3 separate regions of the Zea mays genome follow, and regions 1 and 2 are each linked to region 3. A link is a contact called in public Hi-C data. All regions are on one chromosome and are shown on one strand. Each heading gives the region's core, a stretch centred on a gene start, on an enhancer-like site or on the middle of the called end of the contact. The rest is flanking DNA. Distances are from core to core; before and after follow the strand shown. Region 1 holds the start of LOC100217209 (nucleoside diphosphate kinase 1). Region 2 holds the start of LOC100216850. Region 3 holds the start of LOC100285733.

Region 1 (4,398 bases), core at 572-3,071, 200 kb after region 3:
GAACCACAGGGCAATCTCCTTATTAGCACTCTCAATGCTGTCACTTCCATGAATGACATTCCTATAGCACAAAACAAGGTCATGAGAACTTGGCATCATAGTAGAATCTGATACCACAGACATAATCCGAGAGGCTTTAACACTACATTTAAAAAATGGGTTTTCTAGATTAAATCAGAAGTACAATACAGCAAAACCCTCATGGACAACTACGCAGAATAAGATACAGTACACCCCAACTATTCATGGCTAAAGACGAGTTAAATGGATGATTAAACAGCAACCAGAGCAACCAGTCCCCACAACACCAGGAAAGTACATCACTTACATCCACTGATGTCTAAATGTTTTGTGGACTCCACATCAGATTCAGAACAAGTATAAGCTCAGATCTGGTAAACACATGCCAGAGGATGTACCTACTGGACCCACGAGTTGGATGTAACAGGTCATAATGCCAACATTAAAACAGTTGATCTGCAGCATGGCTGCAATCATGAGATGACCACAAATGTTCATTACCCCAAGATACAAACAAACTAATGAACTGAGAGCCAACATTTGGTCATAATCATCTACATGCATTGTCTCTTAACATCTAATTTGACTACACAAAATAAATAACCGTAGCTCTACATAAATCCAATGCTAGTCAGTCAAGAATTTTAGCATCACTATGGAAAAGAGCAAATTTTAGGATATATAACTACGCCGAACTCAGGAGTGTGAACATTTTTTACATTGGATGTATGGCAGTCCCAATTGGATTGAGCAGCTTTAACACATTAAGCATCTAAGCATAACCAATGCATGAATAACGGTGACTGAAAACCATAAGATACAAAAATCGGACTGAGATCTAACCTGCCAATGTCGACAGCAAAGTCGCCACGGATGGTGCCGGGCTCAGAAGCCAGGGGGTTGGTGGCGCCAATGATCTTGCGGCCAGTTGTGACGACGCTCTTGCCCTCCCAGACCATGGCCACCACAGGGCCAGAGATGATGTAGTCCACGAGGCCCTGGAAGAAGGGCTTGGAGGCGAGATCGGCGTAGTGCTTCTCAGCAAACGACCTCTCCACGTTCACAAGCTTCAAGGCTGCATTTCGAGTTGGCAGGTTATCAAGCACGACTTGTTTTACAAACCGTAATCAGATTACAAAAAACTTAGCAGCTATGCACCAAAATCTTTATCAACAGATTTAGGAAAAGTGACATCTTATTTGAGCACAAACTGTTGAATTTCCGTCTAAAGCCACATCTTTAGTCTTTAAATGGAGAAATTGAAGGCTGTTTCGGAACATAATGGAAGTTTGAATCAAAACATGGACGCTAGATTACCCTTGAGGTAGAAGCCCTTCTTCTCAAAACGGCTGATGATCTCACCAATCTGAAAAAACCAAGCAGGATGGAGTGAACACAAACTAGTACAAAATCGTATCACAAAGCGCGGGGACATCACCAAATCGAATCGAATGAACAGAAATTAACTGGGAACATATGATGCTTACGAGGCCCCTCTGGACGCCGTCAGGCTTGATCATGATGAAGGTGCTCTCCATTGCGGCGACTGCGAGAGGGCGCTGGCACTTGTTTGATGGTCTGGTTTTGTCGGCGCCGTCGGAGGAAACCCTAGTGGGGGGTCCTCTCCCTCATATATAGGGCCCCGGCTCGGCCGGGCCGCCCAACGCCAACACGCAAACCGCTTCGCTGCTCGTGCAAACCCTAGCCTCGAGAAACTTGGTGGGCTCGACTAGACCAGGCTTATCGGACCGACCCACTCGATTCGCAGCATCCACCTGTGGGCTGTTCCGGCTGATAGGGCCTTGCTTGGCCAACAGTTGGACGTCCAGTTTGGGTATTTGGAAATTGGAACAGATACTTATGGACCGTCAGTTCTACTCAGTTAAGATCCATTCTCTCTATTCCTTATTCTTTCACTCCTCTAATAGCATCTCCAATAATTATGTAAACAACTCTCTAAATATGAATTTTAAAAGTTTTTGAAAAAAACTATTCTCCAACAGTTATGTAAAGCAGTTTCTTAAATTTACAAACTTCTTACAAAACCTAATTTCATCCCTACATTTACGAACATCGTTGGGACTCCCTAAATCAATGTTGGTTCTAAATCCATCACGAAAACCATATTTCGCCCACCGTCTCATTGACCACAAATCTATCTTCAGTGCCATGTGTTGTCTTTATGTCGTCGGCGCGACCTTTTGGTTTTCCATCGACAAATTCGACCTTCCAAGACATTATAGAAGGTTGTTGATGTGCTATCTCAATTAAAAATAGAAATCATGCTCACTTTTTTGTTGTCATTGACAATTTTAAAAATTAACAACCAATAAATAGAGAAATGTTGGAACACACACATTTTTGTACTCTTTAAAGTGATTTAGCAACTTCTTAAATATATAATTTAGGGTGCTAAATTTACATAACTATTGAAGATGCTCTAAGGGCATATGTAGTAGAGAAACATCAAAACGGTTCTCCAAACACAAAAGTCAAATAAAAGACTTTATTATACAATGGGTTGTATATAATTGTAGTTTATTAATAAATACACACATAAATGTATTTGTACAGTATCGAATAGATAGAATAGACGACGAATTCGTACATTGGGAAGTGAGTCGTCTGTTGTTTCTTGGGTTACGAGCCAGAGACGTCTCTTCAGTGCCACGATTTTTTTACAAATACCTTCACTATTTTTTTGCAAATAGCTTATTTAAATATTTTAACAGCCTCTACATTAAACAACAATATACATGCCCCGTGAAGAGCAAAAGGAAAAGACACTTTCAGGTTGTGCATACGATCTGCTTGCTCATCTACAGCACGTGAATACGTGATGTCTGATGGCTCATCGTCATCACGCTTGGCTTGTGACTCCTCCATATATGTAGGTTCTAATGCAGAAGGTTTCACATTTTCACGTAATTGTTGACTAGAGTTGTCTTCTTTGCGAACTGCAGGTTCACTTGCCAGTTGGAAGGCTACACCTACATGGAGGGACAGGCCATACATCAACATCTCCGGAGTGTCAACAACTGGGGAAGGCGAGTTGCTTGCTCCTTCGAGGCATTACCTGTCTTTTGTGGTTGCTTGTGGACTTGTGGTGGGGCAGCTGTCGGTGCGAAGAGCATTTCCAAGTCGGTTGGCTTGTTTTTTAGTTGGGCGCGCGCGCAGGAGGGGGGAAGGTGCAGTTCTTCCTCATCCTCCTCTCTTCTCCACCACGGACCTTCAGGATCTGGGAAATCAACACCGCTGCGAGCCTGAGAATACAGAATTCATCCATGCCTGATATTAGAGGTTTTGAGGGAAATCAAGCAAATATTTACATGGATGAATACAGCATTCATTCATGCCTGGTATTAGAGCCTGTGAATACAGAATTCATCCATGCTATGATCTATGCCACCATGATCAAGCAAATATGCCACTATGATCAAATGGATGCGCCTCAAACAAGTAGCAGTTAACCGAATCGATCAGTGGAGCATGCTTTATGTGTGTTAGATTAGATTATACACTCAAGGTGTATGAATAGAGGACTTCACAACTGAGTCCCCTATAAGTATTAATCCTCAATTCCACGTTCAATGTCTGTCACAGCTACCACTACATTCTACTGATTGAACTTCTCCAAAAAAAAAATCCTAGGCTCAAAGTATGAATCAACAAGCAGGCAGGAAGACAGGTTTGACCACGAATTGTTCCTATGTTCCATGACAACGGGGCCAGTAGTTAAATTAAAAACCTACGAAAAACGTATGGTTTTCACTAGCTCGTATTACTAGTAAATTCCTCATTTGGGTGATCTTGGTGCCGCCGCCATGGACCGCCGCGTGGGCCCCGCCTCGACGTCGCCGTCCTCCTTCTTCTCGACGACCGCCGACGCCTCGTCCTCCTTGCCGTTCTCGGCCGCCGCCGCCGCGTCCGGCGAGGGCGCCTCGAGATCGTCGCGGACGCGGAAGGACGCGTGGAGGACGATGACGGGGACGCCCGCGGCGAGCGCGGCCAGGAGGTTGGCGACGGCGCCCGCGGCGACGATGTCGGCGAGCACGAGCGCGACGAACACGGCGGCCACGAGGCGGCGGTCGAGGAGCCTCCGGAGCAGCGCCGAGTTGGGGAACGCCTTGAGGAGGCCGCCGTAGACGAGGAGGCCCTTGGACGCCGCCATGAGGAAGACGACGGAGGCCCGGTGCCGCGGCGCCAGGGACGCCAGCAGCAGCACCCACTGCAGGACGGCGTAGTGGAACCGGAAGGTCCGGAGGTTCCGCACGGCGCGCACCGCCGCGGCCTCCGCGTCTGCGGCGGGGCCGAACGCCGACGGCCGCGGCGCGAACCGCGCCAGCGCGCGGCGGAAGCCCCGCGTCCCCGCGCACG
Region 2 (4,913 bases), core at 975-3,474, 130 kb before region 3:
AGGAAAAAAATCACGTTTAGACCCTAAAAAATTTTAATAGCAATTTTAGACCCTTTGCTCGGCGCCACAGATCTTGGCGCCGAGGTACGTGCTACGCTGGCACACCTGGCACACCTGGCCGACGTGGCATCGAGCTCGGCGCCACAGATCTTGGCGCCGAGCTCGGTTGTGTTTTAACAGTTTTGTTGGAAAGTTGTAAGTATAAGGCTTGTCTAGCTCAGTTGGTAGAGCACAAGGCTCTTCACCTTGAGGTCCTGAGTTCAAGCCCCATAGTTTGCATTTCAATATTTTTGTCTTTATCATTGATTTGTATTTTTTATGTCGCTAATGTGTCCATACAAATTTATTTTTGGGTACCATGATCCTCGTTTTTTTTTGGTAAATTAAAACGCGAGCAGTATAAGCAGGACACTTAAACCTCTCGATTTACATGGTCAGGGTACAAAATAAAAATACTGTTGCAACCTGGCCTCGTTGTAATAAAGTATGTATATAGCTGTAACCTTTGACTTGCAAGTGAATTCAGTACTAGTCTCGAGTCTCGACTGTGCACTCCGGCCAGAGTCCATTTTCATCCATTGACCATTGTACGTACGTAACACAAGCTAGCTAGCTATATGTATACGTGTCAGGCGGAAAATACGTCAGAGTATCGGTGGACTAATTAACAAGTACGCGATCCGGTTGTTGGTTCCTATACTATAGTAAAAGCGGCGAGTGAAGGACCCAGCCGGCTCAGTGGAGCACACTGCACACGACCATGGTGGCTACACGCTCCATTGCCGGCCACCATCGTGGCATCGTACGCACGAATCTTAAAGCCTCTCTCTGCTTGACGACATTGTCTTTAATCTACGTATCAAGACACAGGTGTCCTTGCTCTATCGGACTTAAAGGACACCAAAATGGGACAATATACGGGAAAAGGTATTTACTTGGAAGAAAAAAGAAAAATACTAGCCATGCTCGCTGCGAATCGAGAGGTTTAAGTGTCATGCTTATACTGCTCGCATTTTAATTTACCCAAAAAAACGAGGATCATGGTACCTAAAAATAAATTTGTATGGACACATCAGCGACATAAACAAAAAAAAACAAATCAATGATAAAGACAAGAATATTGAAATGCAAACTATGGGCTTGAACTCAGGACCTCAAGGTGAAAAGCATTGTGCTCTACCAACTGGGCTAGACAAGCCTTATGCTTACAGCTTTCCAACAAAACTGTTAAAACACAACCGAGCTCGGCGCCAAGATCTGTGGCGCCGAGCTCGGTGCCACGTCGGCCAGGTGTGCCAGCGTAGCACGTACCTCGCGCCAAGATCTGTGGCGCCGAGCTGTGTTACCTCGGCGCCATAGCCTATGGCGCCGAGCAAAGGGTCCAAAATTGCTATTAAAATTTTTTAAGGTCTAAACGTGATTTTTTTCCTATAAAAGGGCTAAAATGTAAAAAATTCGGTAACCTGGAATGCCAAGTCTGTTTGCCCCATACGAATTACGAACGAACATGAGTTCATAAAAAAAAACAGTCAGATGTGCAGGCGTGTTTCGTTGGCAATTTCGAAGACCGCGAAAAAAAAAGAACGGGACGAGGAATCTGTTTTCGACGTGGTTACTGACGACGAGGGATTCATTTTTGACGTGATTGGTGACGCCGCCGAATTTGTTATTACGTGCCTCTGTATTATTATTGCCGATGCACTAGTAGTCGAAGCTGGGCGAACAATTGTATCATAATCCGTGCCGTTTCACGAAAATCTGCCTCGGCCGCATCGGTCAACCATAATTTCGCTCCGAGACCAATCTAATTCGCTTCAATAATAAAAAAAATACAGATCAGAAGGCTTAAAACTTTTCAGGACATATCGGTTTCCTCAAGGAAATAACACAGAGACCGGGCATATAAATGTAGGGATCGTATCCAGTGCACAAGGGCCACGTCGTGCACAAATGCACAAAACGAAATCTGGCCGTCCATTTTCCATCCAACGGCCGTCGTAAATATGCAGATGAACCCTCCCGCAGCCTCCGTAGCTTGCCGAGTCTGTTTTGTGAAAAACCCCCCGCGCCGTCATGTCGTTGGATGGAAAATGGACGGCCAGATTTCGTTTTGTGCATTTGTGCACGGCGTGGCCCTTGTGCACTGGATACGATCCCATAAATGTAAGCAAGACCAACGGAGCAAGGCCCCCCCAGGGGGGCGGGGCACCACAGGTACTCTTCTCCTGCTTGGCCTCTTGTGCCGCAACCGCGAGTGCGGCCTACGGTAGCCTCCAAAGCAGCACATCCAAAGCAGGGACCGAATGGACATGGACCGGCCGGAGGAGGAGGGGCAGCAGCGGAGGGAGACGATGACGCCGGTGCTCCTCAGGCTGTTCGGCGTGGACGTCCACCGGGGTGGCGGCAGCGGGGAGCCGGAGGAGTCGCCGATGGACCTGAGGAAGAGCTCCAGCATGCCCGACCTCACCATCAACCCGCTGCTGTCGCCGGAGGAGAAAGAGGGCTGCAAGGGGTACGCCTCCGACGACGCGGAGCTGGCGTCCGGCCAGCAGAAGCGCCGCCGTCGCAAGGCACAGGACAGGAAGAAAGGTGAGCTTTTTTTTTCTTTCTGGATTTCTATCAATCGCTTTCTTTACTGCTCTGCTCTTCTTGTAATTAATCCCACGATGGACGATGGATTCCAACGGAAAATGTTGTCCTTTCTTAGATTCAGAAACCAACCAGTAAAACATTCAGGCATTTACACAACACACACACACACACAAAAGTATCTCCGTGCGAGTCAACGGCAGCTATCTTGCAGCCCAGAAATGCTTTTACTGTGAATTGATCCGTTGTTCGGTGGAATCGGCGCAGGAATTCCATGGACCGAGGAGGAGCACAGGAAGTTCCTGGACGGGCTAAGGCAGCTGGGCAAGGGGGACTGGAGGGGCATCTCCAAGGGCTTCGTCACCACCAGGACGGCGACGCAGGTGGCCAGCCACGCCCAGAAGTACTTCCTCCGGCAGACCAACCCCGGTATGAAGAAGCGCCGGGCGAGCCTCTTCGACGTCGGTATCGCGGACTACAAGGACAACCAGGTGAGCTAGCACTCCAACTGGTACAGTACAAGAACGATTCGTCAGATCTTGGAGCCAGCCAACAGCGCTAATCGTCCTCTTTCTTTCTCCCCCCCTTTTTTTTTTTGTTTCGTTTCAGGTGCCAGGCCCTCAGAGCATCGTCGCTGCCAAACCGGCGCCTACGCAGGAGATAATCCACACCGACCGCGGCGACGTCCCCGTAATTTATATACTCCTTCCGCTGTGTTTTCTCCTTGTCCTGGTGGTAACTGAGAACCCAAGATCTGAACAGTGAATTTTTTATCCTCCCTCTCCTCAGATACCAAGATATAGAGGCCTCGGAGAGATTTTAGGCAGTAACATGCAGGTAAGGTAACCTTATGCCCTCTATTGCACTGGTAGTAAGGGCGGAAGGACGTTTTCATGTACTATATAATAGTCTGAGCAAAACTGACAAGCGAACTGAATGATCCTTTGGACAGGTTAATCAACTGACTGACTACTACTATTTCAACAAGAACTCCCATGTTCCCGCGGGGACTTCGCTCTCCATGGCCTCCGGCCTGGAAACGGCCTCGACCGTCGACAGCCTGGAGCTCAGCATCGCCGTCAACGGCCTGGAGCTCAGCATCGCGCCCCCTTCCCGGTGCGTCTGCGGCGGCGCGGCGGGGGCCATCAAGGTTCTGTGACTCGGCCGGGACGCCGAGGGAGCTACTCGCATTTGGCTTCCCCTGCGAGCATGCGTTTCATCAAGTATTATCAGCCTCGTCAGGCTGCCGCGCGCAGCCGGGTTTCGGTCTTGCTGGTTGTGTTGGTGTGTTCTGTTCTGTTTTGTTGTGCGCAAGGAATGTTTGTGAAGTGCATTGCGTTGTAATACACTAATACTAGCAGTGTTGTGGAATGGAATTAGGGGAGAGGGATCAGCTGGGATTTGGGGGTTGATGGGTCCCTGTCTCGACTTCGAGTGGGTTCGTTTCGTGTTCCAATCCGAGGAGGCGGCGACGGGCGCAAGGCGTCGTGTGGGTGTGGCTCTGAGCTCCCCGATCCCGCCCAATAATTGGACCGTGCCGTCCAAAACGCATACGCCAACTAATCTTCGGAAGAAAGTCGCAGCTTTACGTTATGTGACATTTAGTTAAAGTGATATGCGTTTAGCCAGTTTTTATTTTTTATTTTTATGAATATTATTTATATCTATTGTTTAAATTAATTTATTATAAAATGTATTTTATAATTTATTTAATGACATTTATTTAATATCATAAACATAAAAAATCATCTGTATTAATCAGACTTTTAGAATATAAGATTATGTTAGAATTATATATTTTTTCTCCTTGACGTGGAGAGTAATGTCACACTGAGAGAAGCGAACGAGAGGCGGCTGTGCTGTCCGAGTCTTCCGTTTGCGGCTGGCTATATCCCATGACTCTAAATTTTACACTATAGTAAAATTTAAAAATCAGATTAAATTATAATCAGATTCTATTTCTATTATTTTTAAAATAAAATTTATTTAGGATTTAAAAAAATATGATGGACCGTGACCCATTATCATCACTGCCGGCGTCTCATCTCGCTTTTGCATGAATCACAGCGACTAATATAAAGCCTCTGCGATGATGAGCGGGTAAAGATGAAGGGTGAGGTCGAATCTGGGACGGGATATGTGGATCTCGCCGGTGACAAAGTGGTCCGTCCACGCACGAGTGAGGGGGCACAGCACAGCACAGCGAGAGAGACGGGCGGCCACATCGCCATCGCGGCGCGCAATGCGGACGTGGCCACCTGCACCGGGACCCAAACCCAACCAAGTGATGGCTTTTGCCGCCGCTGTTTTGCTCCCGACCGCTT
Region 3 (4,324 bases), core at 196-2,695:
CATAGGTCGTTCCACCGTACACACCTATATTAACACCAGTAAGATGATTGTGACCATCTAGCTAATTGCTGACAAGACAGTAGCCTAAGTGCGTTCCCGTCTTGATGTAAGTAAACACTTATGCTTAGGATCTACTAATACGTTGTGTGGTCAGTGTTGTACTATAGTATAGTATACTGATTTGAGTTGGGGCTAATGCACCGTGCACAGCGAGCGTGCGATTTCCGCCTTTTTAGCTGTATTTTCTTTTGGATGGAAGTTAAGTTTTGTTAGTGTACCTAGCTCCGCAATCCGTAGTTTCATGAAGTTTTCACGATTGCACAGCTTTCACCCTATCTCATCTGGCGCATCCGTGTGTGCATGACGGCTTGACGAGGTCAACATGTTCCGACGTTTGATAACACGCAATTTATGATTAACATCCACTTTTCATCGGTCAACGTCATACTCGTATCGTCTACGAGACCATTTCGCAGCGTGTTCCGGAGGGTCGCAACGCCTTGGCAATCCACATCGCTTAATCTTCTCTTATCACTATCCGAACAAAGCCACATGTGCACTCCCCCGGTGAAGCGCAGGCAAATACCACCAGACACCAGTACGGTCTGGACGAGTTCAGCAACGTCAAAGTTTTCAAAACCAAAAAACCTTTCATTCAGTTACCGTATATTTGGAAAAGACTTATCTGCAATTCTAAAGAACTATATATGTTACCTAATTTCGTTTGCGGAAATTCTCAGTTCGTTTTTATGGAACCTGAACGTTAGCTGTTCTATTTATGCAGATTATTCTGTTAGATTTTATGCATGTTTGGTTGGCTTTTAAAATTTGCCAACCAAAGATAAATGTGGGAGAGTGACAAATTCTTACACACAAACCAAATAGGGACCAAAAGCTTGGCTTGCCCATGCAACTAAAAATTAGGATATCAACCAATCAAAATCATAACTATCACGTACTCCCTCCGTATCAGATTATAAGTTATTTTAACTTTTTTAAGAAGTCAGTTATCTTAAGGTTTCACCAAATACATAACAAAATATTAACATTTAGCATATCAACTAAGTATCGTTAGATTTTTTTATTGACTATATTTTTAAGTACATCTATTCGATGTTATAAATATTTATGATTATTTTATAATTTTGATGAAATTTGAGATATTTTCCATTAGAAGGTTAATTTAGAACGAAGTGAATACAGAGCAGGCCGGACACGTAAAGCCAACAGCTCTTGCTAGGTCCCTCTTGCACTGAACAAGCAATGGAGACCATGCAATTCAGGGTGAGGCTTCCTATCACTCACTGTATCGCAGATTCACAAGAACGCTGAAGGAGCAGGGGTGGAGTGGACGTGGAAACACCCAACTACCAACCAACCAACCAACCAAGCTTCGAGCCGTCGAGTCGAAGCATCTGGGCCACGCCGCCACAAAAGGAAACGAGAAGACAAGGCCTCCGCGGCTCCGCCCCCGATGCCTCCGCTCCTCACCTCACCCGCCTCCCTCCCCTCCGCCTCCCCTCTCCTCGTCTCCTGTATCGGCGCTCTCCACCGCCCCGGCCCCTTCCTCCACCAGCGCGCCGCCGCCTCGGTCCACTTCCTCGCGCCGCACAGGAAGACCCGACCGCCCCCCGCGATGAGCTGGCTTGGGAAGCTGGGCCTGAGCGGGCTTGGAGGCAGCCCGCGCGCGTCGGAGGCGTCGGCAGCGCTGGCGCAGGGGCCCGACGAGGACCAGCCCGCGCCGGGGAACGAGTTCGCGCAATTCGGCGCCGGCTGCTTCTGGGGCGTGGAGCTCGCGTTCCAGCGCGTGCCGGGAGTCACCCGCACGGAGGTCGGCTACAGCCAGGGCAACATCCACGATCCGACCTACGAGGACGTCTGCACCGGCACCACAAACCACAACGAGGTCGTCCGCGTGCAGTACGACCCGGCCGCCTGCAAGTACGACGACCTCCTCGACACCTTCTGGGCGCGCCACGACCCCACTACTCCCAACCGACAGGTCAGCGATACCCCGACGCTTGATTTTGAGAGAAAATTTTGGGGGTTTTGATGCGAATTTGAGAACAATTTTACGGGGATTCCGAATTAGCCTGCTCTTTCGTTAGGTTCGGCTGTTCGATGGGAGCAGCCCGCAGTAGGGCAAATAGACTCAGTTGCGAACTGACTGCAGGACAAATCTAATAAACTCTGTTGCGAACTGACGAGTGCGAAAAAAAAAACATCTGCGTCGCCTGAGAGATTCGAACTCTCGCGGGGAAACCCCATGTACTTAGCAGGCACACGCCTTAACCACTCGGCCAAAGCGACGTTTCTGATAGATATTGTTGCTTTGCCACTGAACTCTCTTTTTGTTAATGAAGAACAAGAACAAAGGTAGTTCCTGTTCCATAAGTTGAGTACTTCATGTTCTTATGCAGGGTATTGACGGAAAATGCCAAGTAATTCTAATCCTGATCGTACAGTGAGGACTGATGTAGGCTTGTAGCACTACAAGTATAGAACTAAGATTGCCATCGTTGTTGATTGCTGTGGATGTGTAATATGATATCCAGGTTATGACTTGTGAGCACTGTTTCCTGTAGGAGGTACTGCCATTGGACAACCTTCTATGGCTCTCTTGAGTCCAGATCTGTTATATGTAGTTGAATGCAAATCTGCAGCGACACTTAGAATTTGAGAAAATAGTGTTCCATACTAGTTCTAGGAGAGCTATAAGCCTTCAACTTCAGCTTTCACTTCTAGCCCTTGTGTTAAGCTAATAGTAGTGTGGTGCGTGATTAAAAAACTCGATCTGCGGGGGGTTAAGACCGCCCCCATGGCATTACAATTAAGACGAGGGGATTTTTTCATCCTTAGCCTGAAATCATTACAATTAAGGCGAGGGGATTTTTCTCGACCGTAGCCTAAAATTCGCTCCCACGGAGAGTCGGATTTAGGACCTGAGTGTTACTCAAACTACATAACCAACTAAGCCAGAGACCCTTTCGCGTGTGGTGCATGATTGACCTTGAGATTGGCTGCAGTTTCTATTTCTTATCTATCTTTCTAGGGTGTCAGCAACCTATATACTGAATCAATGTGTTTCTAACAGTAATACTGCATTCAACCAGGAGTGGATGCAATATATAGGTATTGATGTCAAGTGACATCAATGATCTCTTAAAGCATTAAACGAACATCTAGAAAAAACAAAAAAATGACATTTATAAATAAGTAATGACGTACATATTATATTAGCAGTGATATAATAGCATTTTTTTTCTAGATCCGCCCCTGCATCCAATTTCTGTGCTAGATAACCTTTTCTTAAGTGTTAATCTGAATGTCTGAGCGTTTGGATCTAGCATTTGAATTTGTCTCTGGATAATCAGCTTAAGCCAATCAATTCTTTCGAGCATGTCTGACAGGAATAAGTTTCTGACTACATACTTGCATGTAGGGCAATGATGTTGGAACACAGTATAGGTCAGGGATATACTACTATAACCCAGAGCAGGAGAAGGCGGCAAGAGAGTCCCTGGAGAAGCAGCAGAAGCTTCTGAACCGGAAGATCGTCACCGAGATCGTTCCAGCGAAGAGGTTCTATAGAGCAGAAGAGTACCATCAGCAGTACCTGGAGAAGGGCGGCCGCTTCGGCTTCGGGCAATCTGCAGCCAAGGGCTGCAATGACCCCATCCGATGCTACGGATGAGCCAAATGGACCTCTACGTGCATGGTGTGAATCGTAACTGAATAAGGGATGCATCAAAGCCAGATTTTATACTGCTTTCCTAGGTTTGTTTTGCCACTATTGAACGGCTGTAAGAGTTTAGCTATATACTACCATGGTACTCCAATCATCGTGTACAAAACCATATTGTATTACATGCAAGTGCGAGTGAGATTTAAGCGTAAACAGATTGTTGTAGAATTCGTACGAATTTTACAGAGCAGAAACAATGGGATGCAGGGATTGCCAGTGATGATGGTGGCATATTTTTTTTAAAATAGTATATTCTACAAACCCTTTTTTTTACAGAGGAAGGGAAATTCTCCGTCTAAGTACTTAGTTTAGGAACTCTATTTTGCCAAAGGATTTCTATTTTTCAATGGAAAATAAACTTTTTTTTTGAAAAATGAAAATCCCTTGGAAAAATAGAATTCCTAAACTAGCCCTACATATATTGCATATTTGCATTAGAGTGTCAATACACGCTCAAAAGCAGGGCACGTATATTAACAGTCAGCATACAATTATGACTGGTAATGGATCACGATTCAAATGTTTCTTCACAATTTGTTTGAGCCTTTAGTTAATTTTAGTTCAAAATTGAATAGAAAT

What was found. Hi-C and Micro-C count contacts between places; a contact is called where the count stands out from the background.
Region 1: a contact with region 3 is called in a Hi-C map of bundle sheath, with 3 times the contacts expected there. The contact joins the promoter of LOC100217209 here to the promoter of LOC100285733 in region 3. A contact is called at or near these places in 6 of 25 Hi-C or Micro-C datasets (bundle sheath, ear, endosperm and 3 more).
Region 2: a Hi-C map of bundle sheath shows a contact between it and region 3, with 2.0 times the contacts expected there. The contact joins the promoter of LOC100216850 here to the promoter of LOC100285733 in region 3. A contact is called at or near these places in 4 of 25 Hi-C or Micro-C datasets (bundle sheath, ear, leaf and 1 more).

What each region holds. Positions count from the first base shown.
Region 1 is chr1:96,025,318-96,029,715 of Zm-B73-REFERENCE-NAM-5.0, forward strand. LOC100217209 (nucleoside diphosphate kinase 1) reads right to left here and starts at 1,822. Exons shown (of 4, transcript NM_001310025.1): 1 at 1,509-1,822; 2 at 1,339-1,387; 3 at 865-1,096; 4 at 1-61. The coding sequence starts at 1,559. It overlaps LOC100384342, which reads right to left and starts at 3,459. Exons shown (of 2, transcript NM_001176893.1): 1 at 3,098-3,459; 2 at 2,633-3,011. The coding sequence starts at 3,155. The coding sequence ends at 2,734. LOC100277173 (nucleoside diphosphate kinase1) reads right to left here. Exons shown (of 1, transcript NM_001150819.2): 1 at 3,585-4,398. The coding sequence ends at 3,818.
Region 2 is chr1:95,695,158-95,700,070 of Zm-B73-REFERENCE-NAM-5.0, forward strand. LOC100216850 reads left to right here and starts at 2,225. Exons shown (of 5, transcript NM_001143242.1): 1 at 2,225-2,589; 2 at 2,857-3,080; 3 at 3,199-3,279; 4 at 3,379-3,426; 5 at 3,542-4,202. The coding sequence starts at 2,304. The coding sequence ends at 3,748.
Region 3 is chr1:95,824,215-95,828,538 of Zm-B73-REFERENCE-NAM-5.0, forward strand. LOC100285733 reads left to right here and starts at 1,446. Exons shown (of 2, transcript NM_001158624.2): 1 at 1,446-2,002; 2 at 3,443-3,893. The coding sequence starts at 1,475. The coding sequence ends at 3,694. TRNAS-GCU (transfer RNA serine (anticodon GCU)) reads right to left here and starts at 2,310; the gene lies at 2,229-2,310.